2 separate regions of the Drosophila melanogaster genome follow, and region 2 is linked to region 1. A link is a contact called in public Hi-C data. All regions are on one chromosome and are shown on one strand. The core of a region is the stretch at or near the end of the contact, and the rest is flanking DNA. Distances in the headings are between cores, read along the strand shown. Region 1 holds the start of Sam-S (S-adenosylmethionine Synthetase). Region 2 holds the start of Bacc (Bacchus).

Evidence for each region. Hi-C and Micro-C count contacts between places; a contact is called where the count stands out from the background.
Region 2: a contact with region 1 is called in a Hi-C map of the Kc167 cell line, with 4 times the contacts expected there. A contact is called at or near these places in 4 of 107 Hi-C or Micro-C datasets (the Kc167 cell line, eye imaginal disc, larval central nervous system and 1 more).

Annotation. Positions count from the first base shown.
Region 1 is chr2L:103,783-111,169 of dm6, forward strand. Sam-S (S-adenosylmethionine Synthetase) reads left to right here and starts at 3,121. Exons shown (of 8, transcript NM_205880.1): 1 at 3,121-3,218; 2 at 3,983-4,056; 3 at 4,806-5,027; 4 at 6,624-6,701; 5 at 6,973-7,095. The coding sequence starts at 4,904. Nhe1 (Na[+]/H[+] hydrogen exchanger 1) reads right to left here and starts at 2,950. Exons shown (of 5, transcript NM_134647.4): 1 at 2,187-2,950; 2 at 1,730-2,133; 3 at 1,609-1,673; 4 at 1,223-1,554; 5 at 180-1,165. The coding sequence starts at 2,860. The coding sequence ends at 691. It overlaps Creld (Cysteine rich with EGF like domains), which reads left to right. Exons shown (of 3, transcript NM_134646.4): 3 at 1-360.
Region 2 is chr2L:2,748,454-2,755,840 of dm6, forward strand. It overlaps Bacc (Bacchus), which reads left to right and starts at 3,992. Exons shown (of 4, transcript NM_001273031.2): 1 at 3,992-4,387; 2 at 4,919-5,207. The coding sequence starts at 4,962. Pgk (Phosphoglycerate kinase) reads right to left here and starts at 4,615. Exons shown (of 4, transcript NM_001273029.1): 1 at 4,542-4,615; 2 at 1-339.

The DNA.
Region 1 (7,387 bases), core at 1,871-4,370:
TTGCTTTCCTTTTATGATATACACGAGCGTTTTGAAAAGCATAATCTTTTAACATTCCCCCAAGACATCTAACGATTTTTGTACTTCGTTTGCAGTCCGCAGTGATTCAAACTCCACGGTGCTCGGTGAAGAGTCCACGCACGAAGAATTGTAAAAGTAACCAAAAACGCACACCTTTTGTAGCCAATTTTACTTTAATAGGTAATATTATCAATTGATATGTAATTATAAATTAGAATTTCAAAAAGCAGGGCATGACCATATTTTTTTACACGTACCACACTTAGATATTTATTTGGTTTCAAAAATGTATAAAATCACAAATACAGCATATATTCGTATGAATAAATATTTTTAACTAAAATTACTGACGTAGTGTGCTTTTGTGACGTCCAAATTTTCATTTTGAAGACCATCTGTCGTGTGCAATGTAATACTGCTTTAAGCGGATTAATAAAGGAGCTACAGTGATACGAATGAATCATTGCATTTGGATCTTACAAAATGAAAATTTGTAAACAAAAAATATACACAAGATAACAACCATCACCGCGCTATATAAATAAAAACTCTAAAAATATTAACTAGAGGAACTTAAGCATTACATACGATCGTTCCCTTTGGCTTCTAAAGTTATCCAACACAGTCCGAAACGGATACAGAGCTCCCCCCACAACAGCCATTTAATCCCTACGACCGTGTCAAATGAATTTGACTTGTGCTGGCCGCTAGTCCTATCTCTTCGTCCGATTCATCTGAATCCAATGGACTCACTCGAATGGCTTGGTACCACTTGTTAGTCAGGTCGGCCATCTGTGACTTGCACTCGTGCAATTCCTGACTATTGAACCGACGTGTAAAAAACGGAATAAAGTACTTGCGATCCATGCGCCCAAAACGATCGCGCGCTTGAGTAAAGGTGACGTCCTCTTCCTCGGTGAGTTCAGACAAGTGTTCAGAGTCGATTGCCTGGCCCCATTCGCGAGTTTTCGATAGGGAAATAGATTTTGAACGCTTCCTACCGCTGCCGTTGCGTCGACCTCCCTCCTCAGCGGCATTCCTTCCAGAGCCGCGTGCCCGCCGTTTTTTTCCTGGCTTAAGGTACTTTAGCAGAGGCATTGTGGAGCCCCCCAGCACTAGCGTGGTAAATAGCACAATGATTAATCTGAAATTTTAATTCTTCAATGACTGAGCATTATTTTACAATCCGGAATATGCTTACGTTGTTGTTATGATGACGTGTCGTTTCTCCTGGCTGTCAAGATTCAAGTGCAAAGATAGCGCGTAGGAAATCGCTCCGCGTAGGCCAGAAAACCACATAATGAACTGCATCTTGTTATTGATCTTATGCTCGCGAAATTTGTTGACCAAGAACGCGAGCGGAAAAATATTGCAGGCGCGGCCAATTAAGCAAAGCACAATGGCCCATATAACAAAAGATAGTTCAACTTGGTGTTTAAAAGAAAAGATTGCTAATCCCAGATAAGCAAACACGCAGGTCTCAGCAATGAAAGCTAGTGTCCTCATCGTCTGCTGCATGGTAATTTGGGTAACCTACGATTAAAAAAGTTTTAATAATATATAAAATAGGGATATCATATGACTTACAGTGGATAGGTTGAAATGCGTGTAGTGGGACATGACGATTCCGCAAAATAGTATAGCCATAATACCTATAGTTGAAAAAAATGTTTAGCTTTTAGAGTCATAGTCAACAACATTGATATACCGCTTAAGTGTATTCCCTCTGCCAAGACGTAAGGTGCGTAAGTAAACATTAGCATCATCGCGAACTCGAGGGATGGATGCTTTCGTAAATCGATGTGCTTCAGAAGAAGAGCCGAAATTAGTGCAAATATGACTCCAATGCCCGCCGAAGCAAAGAACATCGCGCAAAAGGTCTTCAACGCGCTGAACATGGCTTCTCCAGTGCTGGCCTCAGCATTGACGTTAGCGGATTGGGTTATGGATGCAGTCAGCACAATAGATATGGCGTCGTTGAGGATGCTTTCGCCGAATACCAACATGTTGAGTATGGGGTCTACGTCAAGAGCATGGAAAATTGCCACTGTTGCCACAGGATCAACAGCAGAGATGAGAGAACCGAAGGCAAAGGATTCCGAAAAGCTTAGGCTAAAATTTAGGATAAATTATTGAATGAAATTGACAATTTATTTTAAACTTGCCGAAATGCCACCTCCCCCAGGCCCAGCAGGTAAATCCCCGCCCCGATGACTAGTGCAGAAATTGTTGTACCGAATATGGCAAAGACCAGTATGGATCCGATGTTCTGAAAGAAGTTTCCCTTGTGCAGATTGTAACCGGACTCGAATATAATGGGCGGCAGGAGCACCAGAAAGAAGCCCATGGGCGAGAAGACCTCTTCACGTTTCCAACTGCCATTCTGCCCAGACATAACGTTCAGCGAAAGGCCAATAAAGGCGCCCAGAAAGACTACCACAATGCTTTCTGGCAGGTACTGGAACCCGGTCTGGAGCATAGAGTGGATAAGCAGGATGCCCAACATGATAACGCAGATGACGAAAAACAGTGAGAGTGAGGAGTTGTGCTCCTGCTCGACAGCATGGGAATCGATTAGAGGCGGATCTGTGACCAATGTGGATGCGTTTCCCCTTTTCGTGGTGCTTGCATTACCAGATGCAGAAATCGAGGGCGTGACATTTCCAAGCGGACTGTTGACGAAGACATCCGAAACGGTGTGGATAGAGCTACTATTATCTGTAGTGGTGGTGTTGCTTGATGTTTTGCTTTGGGGCACCTCCTGTCCACTGATGCTTTCCGGACCCGCGTGCACCAACAGTAAGAGTGCAGCTGCACTATAAGCTACCCAAACCCTCATTTTTGCCGACAAAACGTGACGTGGTCGCTATTAACGCTCGCATTTAACTTTTCACTATTTGTTCAATTTGTTTTTTCACAAACATCTGTTTATCGCCCTATCTGACGTATATCGGGGAGAGTTGCCGTATCATTTTGGCTTATTGGCGCGTGCCTTTCATATATTCAAAAGAAAATTGTGCACTTAATTGCGTGCAGTATATTTTACCATATAATGAATTTATTTAAATAATTGGCTTTTGCCCAGTCATTGTAGCTGATAGCTCTTGTGAAGTGTCTTGAAAATTGAGCATTTTAAGTTTAAATATTTTTGTCTACGTATTGAGAACGTTTCTTACGGCAAAAAGAAAATTATATATGTATTAGAAAAGTGAAATAATAAAAAACCTTGTTATTGGCAAAGTGATAAATTGTTTAGTTAAGGCTATTACAATAACTGACGATAAATCAGTAAAATAAATGCATTGCCACAATCTACAGTTCGCAAGCACCCACCATTTGTGCTCAAGAATAATGTGCCCTGCGCATCTGTTCGTTCAGGCACACGCGATCTTCTTAGGCCCCGTGGGGTCACACCTTATTTGAAAGATAATGGGGCTTGTTGTTTTCGGTTATATTCAGTGGGTATTAGAATTTTAAAAAATGTACATGCAAAAACTGATTACCAGGCTCCTTGATCTTGGCAGACCTTGTTTGTCTTCTTGGCTGTGGCATGACGTAAGCACTTTTTCAAAAGCACAAATTGTTCGAATAGTATGAGAACCCTAATTGACGACTTTCCTTGACAAGATAGTGTCGAACGATCCATCTCCAAAAGGGCAGTCACTCCATGTTAGGGAAAAGCTAGGGTTTCAACAGATACAGACATTCGTTTAAAAATTCGCTTCGAATTGCGCTTCGTGTAGCGATTGTCTATATCATCGAATATGTATATGTCAATTGCTGTACATAAGAGAAGCCGAGAGAGCAATGCTAAACAGATTTTAAAAATTAGGTATATAGGTGGCTGCCGTGGTAGCACATAGTTTTGTTCTGATAAGCTCTTATTTCTTGCCGACTCATCTTCTCAAATGCTGTCTACAAAAATTTATAAATATTATTCGTCTGTAAAAATCATCCGCAGTTGAACGCAGGTTGAGCAGGAAGCTAGTCGAGACTATAATCCATATCTTGTCTGATCCTTTGTTCAAAACCACAGTGAGTATAAAATAAAGGATCTGGATCTAGATTCACTACAGTTCACTCCGGAGCGGGGTGGCAACGCTGGGCGGCGGAACAGCTGCTTAAAACCCAAAAACGTGGAGATACTGAAGAAGTAAAATCATTTGAGAGTACCGAGAACGCTAGGAAAGTTTCCCTAAAGAGCGCCCAAATAAGTCTCAAAATAATAATCGAGTCAGCCGAAGAGAACCGCCTCCTCCGTTTGCGACGATAAGCAAAAGCCCGCTCTCTCGTTGGAGGTATAAATTCTGAATGGCATTAAAAAGTTGCGCTCTTTTTCTTCAGAACCGTCGCTAAGATAGGACGTGTGTTGGCTGCGCCGCTGATTTGGTTGCCGTCGCTGAACCAGTATAACTCAGAATCAGTGTGTATAATTTGTTGAACTAATAGCTAGAACGTCGAACACGCATTTTAAACAGCTAGCAGCACCGAGCCCTCACCTAGCGACTAGTTTAGCTTTGAACCCGCTCAACGTGCGTCTCATGTATGTAGCGACGATTGTGGCAAACGCGCAGCATAAAAACATAAAAGAAGGGCGATTATATAAAAAAAACTATAACGAAAAGTGTGCGAATACCGGAAAATCCCAACAGCCTCGAGGCGGCCTATAGCTTAGATTCGCGAATGCGAAAATAGATGTGTTTTGCAAGAGTTCGGAAAATCAATTTCGTTAAGCGTTTTTTAACAACCGCTAATGTGGCCTCTCTTTCTCTCTGTTCCCCCAGCTCCACCAACAATTTAGCCGACCGGAACTCGGGTTATAGCACTGCTCCCCCATTGCCCCTTCAAACTTCGAGTTACATATTACAAACTACCCATCAACATGCCGCAAAAGACAAACGGACATAGCGCCAACGGATGCAACGGCAGCAATGGCAACTCATATGACATGGAAGACGGAGCTACATTCCTGTTCACTTCCGAGTCCGTTGGCGAGGGTCATCCAGGTGAGTGCTTCATTGCATCTGCGGCGCCTCCTATTGCATCATACCGATAGTGTCAGTGTAAAAAAAGAAACAATCTCAAATGCCCCTTCGGGCGTGGTGAGAGATGTTGCCTGTCAGTTCTCATAACCTGACCAAACTGATTCTCTAGCGTCTGAGGCCCTTCTGTCTGAAGTCCCTTTCCCTGTATACCCAGTTCCACACCTCCACCGTCTACTCACTTCTGCTTACCGCCTGAACTCTAACAAAATGGCGACGAAATTATGTCCATACCTTTGTTGATTTCTACCCAATTTGCACGACTTGAACAGAGGCTGAGAACGGGAAGAAGAGCTAGTAAAACGTGCCTCTGTTGCATCGCCCGGTGACCAAGCCGGAAAGCTGGGACCACGGAGAACAGCTGGCTTCTCTTGAAATCCCCGCACAACAGCGGGCTAAACCTTGTGCTTGGATGGGCAGACGCAATTAATAGACTGGTTCTTTATCGTTTGCGGCTCTCACATATGTATGTATGTGTGTACAGAGAGACTACGTCATGCGCACCATGTGCTTGTGGCTCATGGGAGATGCGAAATTCAAGTATTCTCTACGTTGTTCTACGTTGTCCACGCACTTGTTCATTTGATCGCAGATGGCGATCAAAACAACGGCCAACACAAACATACCTTACATTTTTCTAGACCGCTGTCAAAGCTTATTTTTTTCACCGAAATTGCCAACCACGTGTTTTGCTCGAGCTCGATCTTTTCGCCCCTCCCAGAGTTTGTTTATATCAGCAGTGGCGACCAGTATAGTAGTGTGTTTGACAACAGCTGTTGATAAGCCGAGCGACCTTTTATACTACGCATTGATTACTTTTACTATTCTATACTATTTTATTTTATAATGCTAATTAAGTCGGCTTGGCAAGCTAGCCCTAGACAATCTAGCCCTATACAATCGTGATGATAAGCGCCGAGTGCCATTCAGAAGAATACACCCCAAATGGTTGACATTAATATCGCCTGTCTTTTTGTAATAAATGAGTGACGGACTTGTTAGAATAGATAATTAGACTAGCCGGAAATTGGAAACCCTGAAACCCATTTCAGAGTAGCTACTTTAAACCCTTGACCTAACTAGTTTCCTCGCAATCATTATCCCAGCCGAAATCGATACCATGCGCCATTTCTATGAGTCAACAGTTTTGGTAATTTATGTTGCTATTGCTGACGCATGTTCGAGTTCAATAACGCCTTTACTACGAAAAGTAGCCGAATGTTGACGGACTCCAATTACGCGCCAAGTTTTGAGGCAAGCGCGAGCAACCCGACTGGTATCAGATGAATCCGACTCCCAGGATTTCATGGACGATTCGGCTTCAAATGTCATCATTTTGTGTTTGGACAACACTACGGTCGCCTTATGCTCTTGTTCTGGGAATTGAATTTCGCTGTCAATAGCAGACAGATTAAATGAAACCGCATGGCCCAGCAAATTTTGATCCGTCGCACTGAATAACATTTTGGCCCGTTCCTCCTTCCACTCCCCGACAAAAATGCTTTCCCCTCCTTCTTCGCCCACCTCTGGCTTACCTCTTGCTTACCTTATTTTTTTTAGACAAAATGTGCGACCAAATCAGCGACGCTATCTTGGATGCCCATCTGAAGCAGGATCCAAACGCGAAGGTGGCGTGTGGTAAGTGTTATGAAACCTGGAGTACATGACTGCTCTGACCCAAAATCAGATTTATATTAAATTCGGCCAATGAAGGTGCGCTGACCAACAATAAATAATCTCATTCATAGAATTAATCAAGAATCACCGTGAGTGCCATTCTTTTTGAAGTTGACTTATTCGATAGCGCCAACATAAAAAAACAAGGTCAAACCACCGGCAAATCTGTTTTTGGATTACCTGAAAAAGTTGCCGAAATTTCTTTTAACACATTCCATAATATTTAATACAGAAACCGTCGCCAAGACGGGCATGATTCTGCTGTGCGGCGAGATCACGTCTAAGGCTGTGGTCGACTACCAGAAGGTTGTTCGTGAGACAGTGCAGCACATTGGTTATGATGACTCCTCCAAGGGTAAGTGTCTATTAGGTACATAAACAATTTGTGGGCGGGTATTACAATTCGTTCCCTACGTCGGTCCTACGAACAATACTGTCAACTCAATATTAAATAACAATAAAATCAAATAAAAATCAAAAAGGTTTCGATTGGAAGACACTTAACCTGCTTGTAGCCATCGAGCAACAGTCGCCCAACATTGCCAACGGCGTTCATATCAACCGCGAAGAAGAAGACGTCGGCGCTGGTGACCAGGTACAGCAAAGCTTTCCGTTCTTCTACTACCGCCTAGCACTAAGTGATGCGG
Region 2 (7,387 bases), core at 2,742-5,241, 2.6 Mb after region 1:
TCCGCGAATCTTCTTCGTCCTCAACTGCTGTGCGGCAATGTCAGCGCAAGGTCATTTTGTCGGTGAGCTGCTAGGGTTGCATCTCCACTTCCAGGGCGTCAATCCGTGGCAAGCGGTTTTCCGCCGATTGGTAGGTGCCATGCGCAGGATCCAGCTGGGTATACTCCTATTTTGGAGTCCGAAGTTGGTATCGGATTGTATTCTCGTTCGAAAGTTGGATAAAAGTTGTACTCTCCAAATGCAACTCTGTATTTGGCGCCCAAGCAGTGTTGGTAAGTGCTGTCAGCACAGTGCTGTGAAGCATCCGTTCCAAGGGTGTCGAAAAGGGGCCACACAATTCTAAAATTTAAAAATCTATTATTTAAAATATCATTATTTTCATAATATTTAAATATTGTCCATAGATAATCATATGCTAAAAATTAACAAAATAAATGTCTGCATATTCTGACTAGATCATTTAATTGATCATTTGCTATTTACAGTATACAATTTTTTTTATATTAACTTAAATAGAAACCGTTCATATAATATTTTCACTTAAATACATATAAAAATTATTTTTTTTAATAAATTTTTTATAATAAATTTTAACCCCTTAGAACTTTTTTCTTCCACACCCTTGAATGTCTGTTAAATTTTAACTGAAAGTCCGAATTAGTGATTTTTTATAAAAATTTATAATTAATTTATAAAAATAATAAAAAAAAAATTTAATAAATAATAATAATCTACGACGTACATACATATGTCCATACCGTATGTAACAGCCGCCCCTTTGATGTTTGTATGTCAATATGTAATTATTGAATAAATGATTTCTGTTGAGGCCAACAAAGTCAAATCACACAATCTTTCTCGGTGGCCGTTGTTTTATTTTGACTGTGCAAACGGATTCCGCTTATGATGCCATGATGATGGCTCCGCCTCTTCCCCCAATGATTCATTCATTGTTGCCCACTCTGTATCTCTACTCATCTCCGGCGGTCCAAGCAACCACCGGCGGCACTCGGCACTGGCACCACCAAACGCTAACCCACCGCATCACCACCCACCACCCAGCACACGGAACACCACCACCCACCACAAGTGCTCAGTGCAGCGAAATGCATGACGCAGATGGCAAAGTAAGGTATATGGGAACGAACGAGGTTGGGTTGGTTGCTGGCCATTCGGGGGTTTTCTAGCCAAAGTGGCGGGTTTTCAAAGAACTAATCTGCCCAAAGGACCAATTGTAATGTGAGCACATCACTAAAATAATCGATAGATTGCCATATCTGATGGGGTTTTGGGTGGCTGCCTGGGAGACTGGGGTGCGTATAAGCCTATTTGGGGCACTTCAGATGCAGCATTGCAGTGGTAGCGGCTGTCCTCCTTCATCCTTCAGCCAGCCGTCGGAAGAATGTCCACTCACACGTCACGGCTGTGGTGCTCTGCGCAATTAAGGCACCGCCGAGGACCCGGGTACCCACTGGTGATGACACCACGGCGCTGCTGCTGGGTCAGGTGGTATTGGAAATCGAAGACAATGGGGCTGCTTAAATTCATTTTAATAATTGCGTGTAAACCGCCCGTTGACGCAGGTGAAACGCAGGCGAGCAGGTGAGCCGGGCCAGTACATATACCTGGTCGAGTCGCGTCCATGTGGCCCGGCACTCGTGTGGAAACATTAGCACATGCCGGGAAAACGAGACCCGACTCCGAAAGTGTCCAATGCGACGGCGACGGCGATGACGTGCTAGCGCTAGAGATCAAGAATCCAGAGAGTCAAGCAGCCAAACAACAGCCAAGCGACCAAGCGAATCGCCCATCTAGCAACAGTCTAACAATCACTCTAATCGAGTCGTAAACCTGTTCATGTTGTTCCACCCAGCCATCTTGTTGGGTACCTAAGCGCTAGAAGGGACAGCCTATGGTGGCTATTCGTATGCGCTACAATTGGTTTTGTATCTGAACGGTGAGCTGCGCTACTCTTCATACATTGTTTACCATGCTATCGATGATATCATATCGAAATAAAGCTGTCAAAAGAACTGAAACTTCCGTTTTTGAAAAGCCTAACAACCCGATTAGAAGAAATCTATTAAGCACCGCATTAAGCTGAAAGAGCGAAAAACTTAATCGCCGTGAATACAAGCTGATGTGTGTGTTTTAGATACACATGCTAGCTGAAGCGTCTGGCTATCGATTGTGTTTGCATTGAGATTTGTTCGCACCTTTATGCTACAGCAAATTAATGACGCAACAACGTGTAAGTGCACTGGGAGAAATTCCTGAGGCAGGTCAGTAACGACAACGGTCGGGGAAAAATCCCTTGCGTTAGTTTCGTGTTCGAAAGGGCCATAAAATTTCCGAATCGACAGATGTTTGGGTTCCGGGAAGCAGGACCATCCATCCATTTCTGCCTGCTTGAGATCCTACCTACCCGGTGGTTGCCTGCATTTGAAACCGTTGTCTAACCTTGAAGTAACTACGGTCGTACCAACCAAGCCGATAACTCGAGAAATTGGCACAGGTTGTCCTCAGGAATCTAGATACCATTGTTCAACACCGAGAGGTGGTCTCACAAGCCCGATGAGCACGACTATTCGTATCGCGAGAGACCCACCAATCTTGGGCCGACGAGCGTCAAGCCACTCGAACGGATACTGAGAGTTCGGCGGACGGAAAGTGAGACAGTGACAGCCAGAGAAGAACGGTAGGCGGCCCATGGAAGCACAGCGAAATGGAGACGCAAATCGGCTTATCAGGCAGCGATGTTCAGGCAAAAAGTCATCGCTGCTCCTCAAATATGTGATAACTGAGTGGACGACGGGCCACGATTACAGGTGTTTACGTTCACCATGCCGCCTCGGTTGGGATGCCGCGGAACATGTTCGCCGGTTTTAATTAGCGATCCGCCTGTCGACAGTCGTCCGCTCGCTCTGTCGTCGACCGTATTATTCAGATTACCAGATATATAGCCTAGGTATTCGTATTTGCCATTGCTTTCGCACGAAAATAGCTGAAAGCGTGAGAGGCTGTCCAATCGAAACTCGACTGTTGGATACCCGGCAAACGATAGTTATTACCCTTTCGTCGATAGGCTACTGGAAATAGCACCAAGAACCTTATGTCTTCCGGTCGAATTCCTCTAGTATTACTTTATGGGTTGTTATTCCGCTCGTTAATGTGCACATTTTGAATGAACTTGAAGATCAACCTCGCAGTGATTGTCCCACTGATAACACAGATTTATAGAGAAGAGCCAGTACAACTCGAGCACGTTGACTACCAGGTGATATGGGCGATATGTTATAGCCTACTCGGCAGTTCCAGTTTCCCATATATTGGGCGATTCCTGAACCCACTGGGTTCGTGCGGCGAACGAAGCCATCACCATCAAATGGTCGAACCACAAGTGCGGGATCAACAGAAAGATTGGCACATGAAAAAAGAGTCAAGGGTGGACCCAATTCGACGAGTGATAGGCATTGGCATTTAAGTCGAAGTCTTTGGTGGGGCCATTAGGACTTAAGGATGTTTAATATTTCTGGAAATTGCCGATTTCGAAAACTAACCCTTAAATGTTTTCGAATCTTATGGGGTTGCAAATTGCTGTTTTCTTGCTATTTCTCCAGTTCTCTAATTCTAGTTTTAAGACGCATAATCCCGGAATAGAGCATTTCCCCGATTGCGTGCATCTAAATAGTTAGAATCTCAAAAATAGCTGCCCGCTTTCCTGGTCCGCGAAAATCACCTGCTTCCCCACACGTTACCAATCAATTGACCCCAATCCGCGACGACATTGCGTCCCACGCTGGTCCACTCTATAAATACGAATACCGTGCTGAATACAACACACAGCACACACATCTGCATCTGCGGCAACAATGCTGCAACACTTCTTCCCATCGGCAACATCCACATCCACTGTTCTGCTCTGTTCTGTTCTGTTCCACCGACGAACGGTCAGAACGCCACAGAGTGACTGCACCACACACACCACACACCACCATCGCCGCTACCAACCCCCAGACCCCGCCCCCAGGCCCACAAGCGCACCACTGGCGCGCGCAATTTTCAAATTTACCGCCAAACGCGCCCACAACCGTACTCACGGAACCCAAGCAGATTTTGTATGGAATTAATCAGGAAACCCACTCAACTTGTCATTTGCGGATCTAGTTTTGATCGCAGCGCCTCGGGAAAAAGCCCAAAATTAAGCGGATACTACCAGCTATAGCCTCGATCAGTCTCTGAACCGATCCGAACAAAGGTATTCAAGTTATAGGCAAAAATGTCTGCAACCGATTTGGCGCAAGAAGAAGCAAGCGGCAATTTCTAGCCATCGAACGGACGGCAAGCTCAGTCTTGTACGAACCGTCGACGGGAGCACATATCGGTGGTTAGCAAACCAAAGGAAAACGGATATTCCATACATCAGTGGGGCCTACGAGTAAATCCTTTTGCCTGCCGTAGCGCCGCCTGATATATGGCACCTCCTAAAGCCTTACTATATAGATACTATATTATCAGAAAATCACCGCAAAATAATATACCAAAAATCCAACGATCGCTCTGCTCTGGGCTGTTGTTGTTGTCTTATCGACTGCGGCTGTACAAATGCCGCGGCGATTTTTTGAGTGTATTGTATGGGCCAATGGCGTGGGAGAGAGAGAGCGAGTGAGCGTCGTAACGATTTCGGGGAGAGCGAAAAAGAGAGCAGCGAGAGCGTTTAAAGAAAGTTACTCTCTCCTCGAGAGGCAGTGCTTAAATAGACGGCCCGCAGCTGAATCGCATTCAGTGTGTTTGTGTGCTTCGTTCGGTGCGGTTCTCTCTGTCTCTCTCTCGCCTTCCCCGAGTATTTTGCGCTGGTTTTTTGTCAACAACAAGACAATCCACAAAACCAACCCGAATTGTTCTCTATATAACGCAGAAACTAAATAGTTCCGGAAAACCTCAAAGAAACCAATTCAAATATGTCGGCTGCTACGGAACAACAGAACAACGGCGATGTGGCCGTGGAGAAGGTGGCGGCAGATGATGTGTCTGCTGTCAAGGACGATCTCAAGGCGAAGGCGGCCGCCGAGGATAAGGCCGCTGCTGCCGATGCCGCCGGCGACGCGGCCGACAACGGTACGTCAAAGGACGGCGAGGATGCCGCCGATGCCGCCGCCGCTGCCCCCGCAAAGGAATCCGTGAAAGGCACCAAGAGGCCAGCAGAAGTGAGTACTGATCTATGTGACTAGGTAGTTGTTTACGCGGTAAAACCAAAAGGAGGCCCCTCTAATGATTCACTCCAAGCCAATATGCCAGTAGCATAGCATTGTTCGAGGAAAAATTCTAGAAATAGATATACACACGTTTTTCGGAACAGCGCACTCTCCCAATGGCTTACATATGCCCCCAAAAGAGAGAGCGTATAGCTGGCTCGGTTGTGCGTTTGTGTTGTTTACGATTAACCAAGATGATTGCGGGTCCGGCAATCAAAGATTATTGTTGTTAGGTTCAAATCGAGGTTAGGAGGGCCGCCGTGCTTATATAGGCGGGGAGTACAGTTAGCCAGGGCCTTTTCTTTGGTGGGGTGGGTAATGTGTTTTTAATAAACCCATAGGTCATTAGCATTGACGTGTCCGCTGAACAGCGTTACCCAGCAATAGATACATTGTGGCATTACGTCTATAACTCATACGCTTGGCCTTATTTATCAGTCGCTGTGGCTACGGGAATTGCAAATGCAAACGCAAACGCAATTCAGCGCGATGCCAATGCACTCTCTCAATGAAAACACACATTGCCGGCCGGTAAATTACTCATGTCATGTTTGGCCACTTTATTTTTGGTTAGTATCGCCAAGAGCACGCGGTATTCGAACAAGTTTTGGGGGCCTGAAGCAGTCGCATTCCATAATCGAGTAGCACATTTCTTGATAAAAATAAAATAGTTCGGCCAGTAAGGCAGATAAATTGGCAAATCAAGCGCTTTTCTCAGACTCAAACTCGAAATAAAAATGTACAGTTTAACGGGAGCGTTCTCTCGCTCTCTCTCTCTCTCCCCGGAGAAAGATAGATACAAATAGAGAGCGCTGCTAACTCTCTCCCTCGTAATTTGTATACACACCGTTTTGTCTGTTTGCGTATGTGCTTACATTTATCTTTCACTTTTTTTTCTGCTCTGCCTTATGCGTATTTATTTTAGTACATAAAACAAGACGGCTAAACAGGGTGTCGCAAAAGTTAGTTGGGTTTCTTCGGGATTCAATTGAATAATGATCATTATCCCATGATCATGAATTAGTTGAGATACGTTTGGCACGGATAATTCTTAGTGGTACAGTAACGAATTGTATAGATTTCAAGAATAGTTTTGAAAATTATTCGTTGGTTTCCATATCTTTCGATTCCAAACAACAGATTAGCTTTTGTCCCTATAAATGTATCTTCACGCTTAGAAAACACAAACTAAAACCTCTAACTAAATCAAGATACATTGATTACCCAGTTATAACACCAGTAATAGTAGGCTTAGTTCTTGCCAATACAGATACACCCTGTTCGTCTTAATCCTCTATTGGCCTTTTCTCGAGTTCTGGGTCTCGTGACTTATGCTGTAAGCGAAGTGAAAAAGGGGGGCGATGGGTGGCCATTAATTTTGCACATTTTTCCACAGTCCGATTGTTTTTCGCTTCTTCCGCTTTGTAACAGTCTGGTAAATAGGGCCCTTGTGTTGCGGCTTCTCTTCGACTTGGGAACGTGACCGCCTATATACTGCCATAAACCATATACCATTATGTGTATCTTGTTGTTGGTTGGTCAGCGGCAAAAGTTAAACCCACGCATGTTGTTGTTTTGCGCCTTTTTCGCTGCCGACGTCGCTGCAGCAGCTGTCGTTCGGATGGCTGTGAGTGAGAGCGAGAGATTCATTCATGCAGTTCAGGTACAGTTTACAGTGCTGCGGATTCAGATGCTCTCTCTCTGGCGCTCTCGCCCGCTCTCTATCTTACAGGGCACGCTTCGTTTCGTATCTCACGGATGCGGATACATATGTCGCTGCCGGCGTCGCTGCTTATTGTTTTTTTTTCCTTCCCCCTTATGTAGTAAATATGTCGCCTTGTACATACGGAGCACAGATGTAATGTAGCGCGGTTGCACTTGTAATCCACTCTCTCACGTACTCTCTCTCCCGCTGTCTCTTTTTGCCGCAGCGAATTACATTGGCGCGCGCATTTTTCAAATGTTTTTTTACGGCGAAAATAACGATTTTCGTCGCTGCTTGTTTTGTGTGCTGAAAATATACATTTTATGACTATGTACACACGCACAGGAAGTTGAGAGGGGTATTGGATGCCCTTGATCAAGGAGATGTGTGGGTTTGAGTTGGGCGCGTAGGACCATTTCGCTCCGTA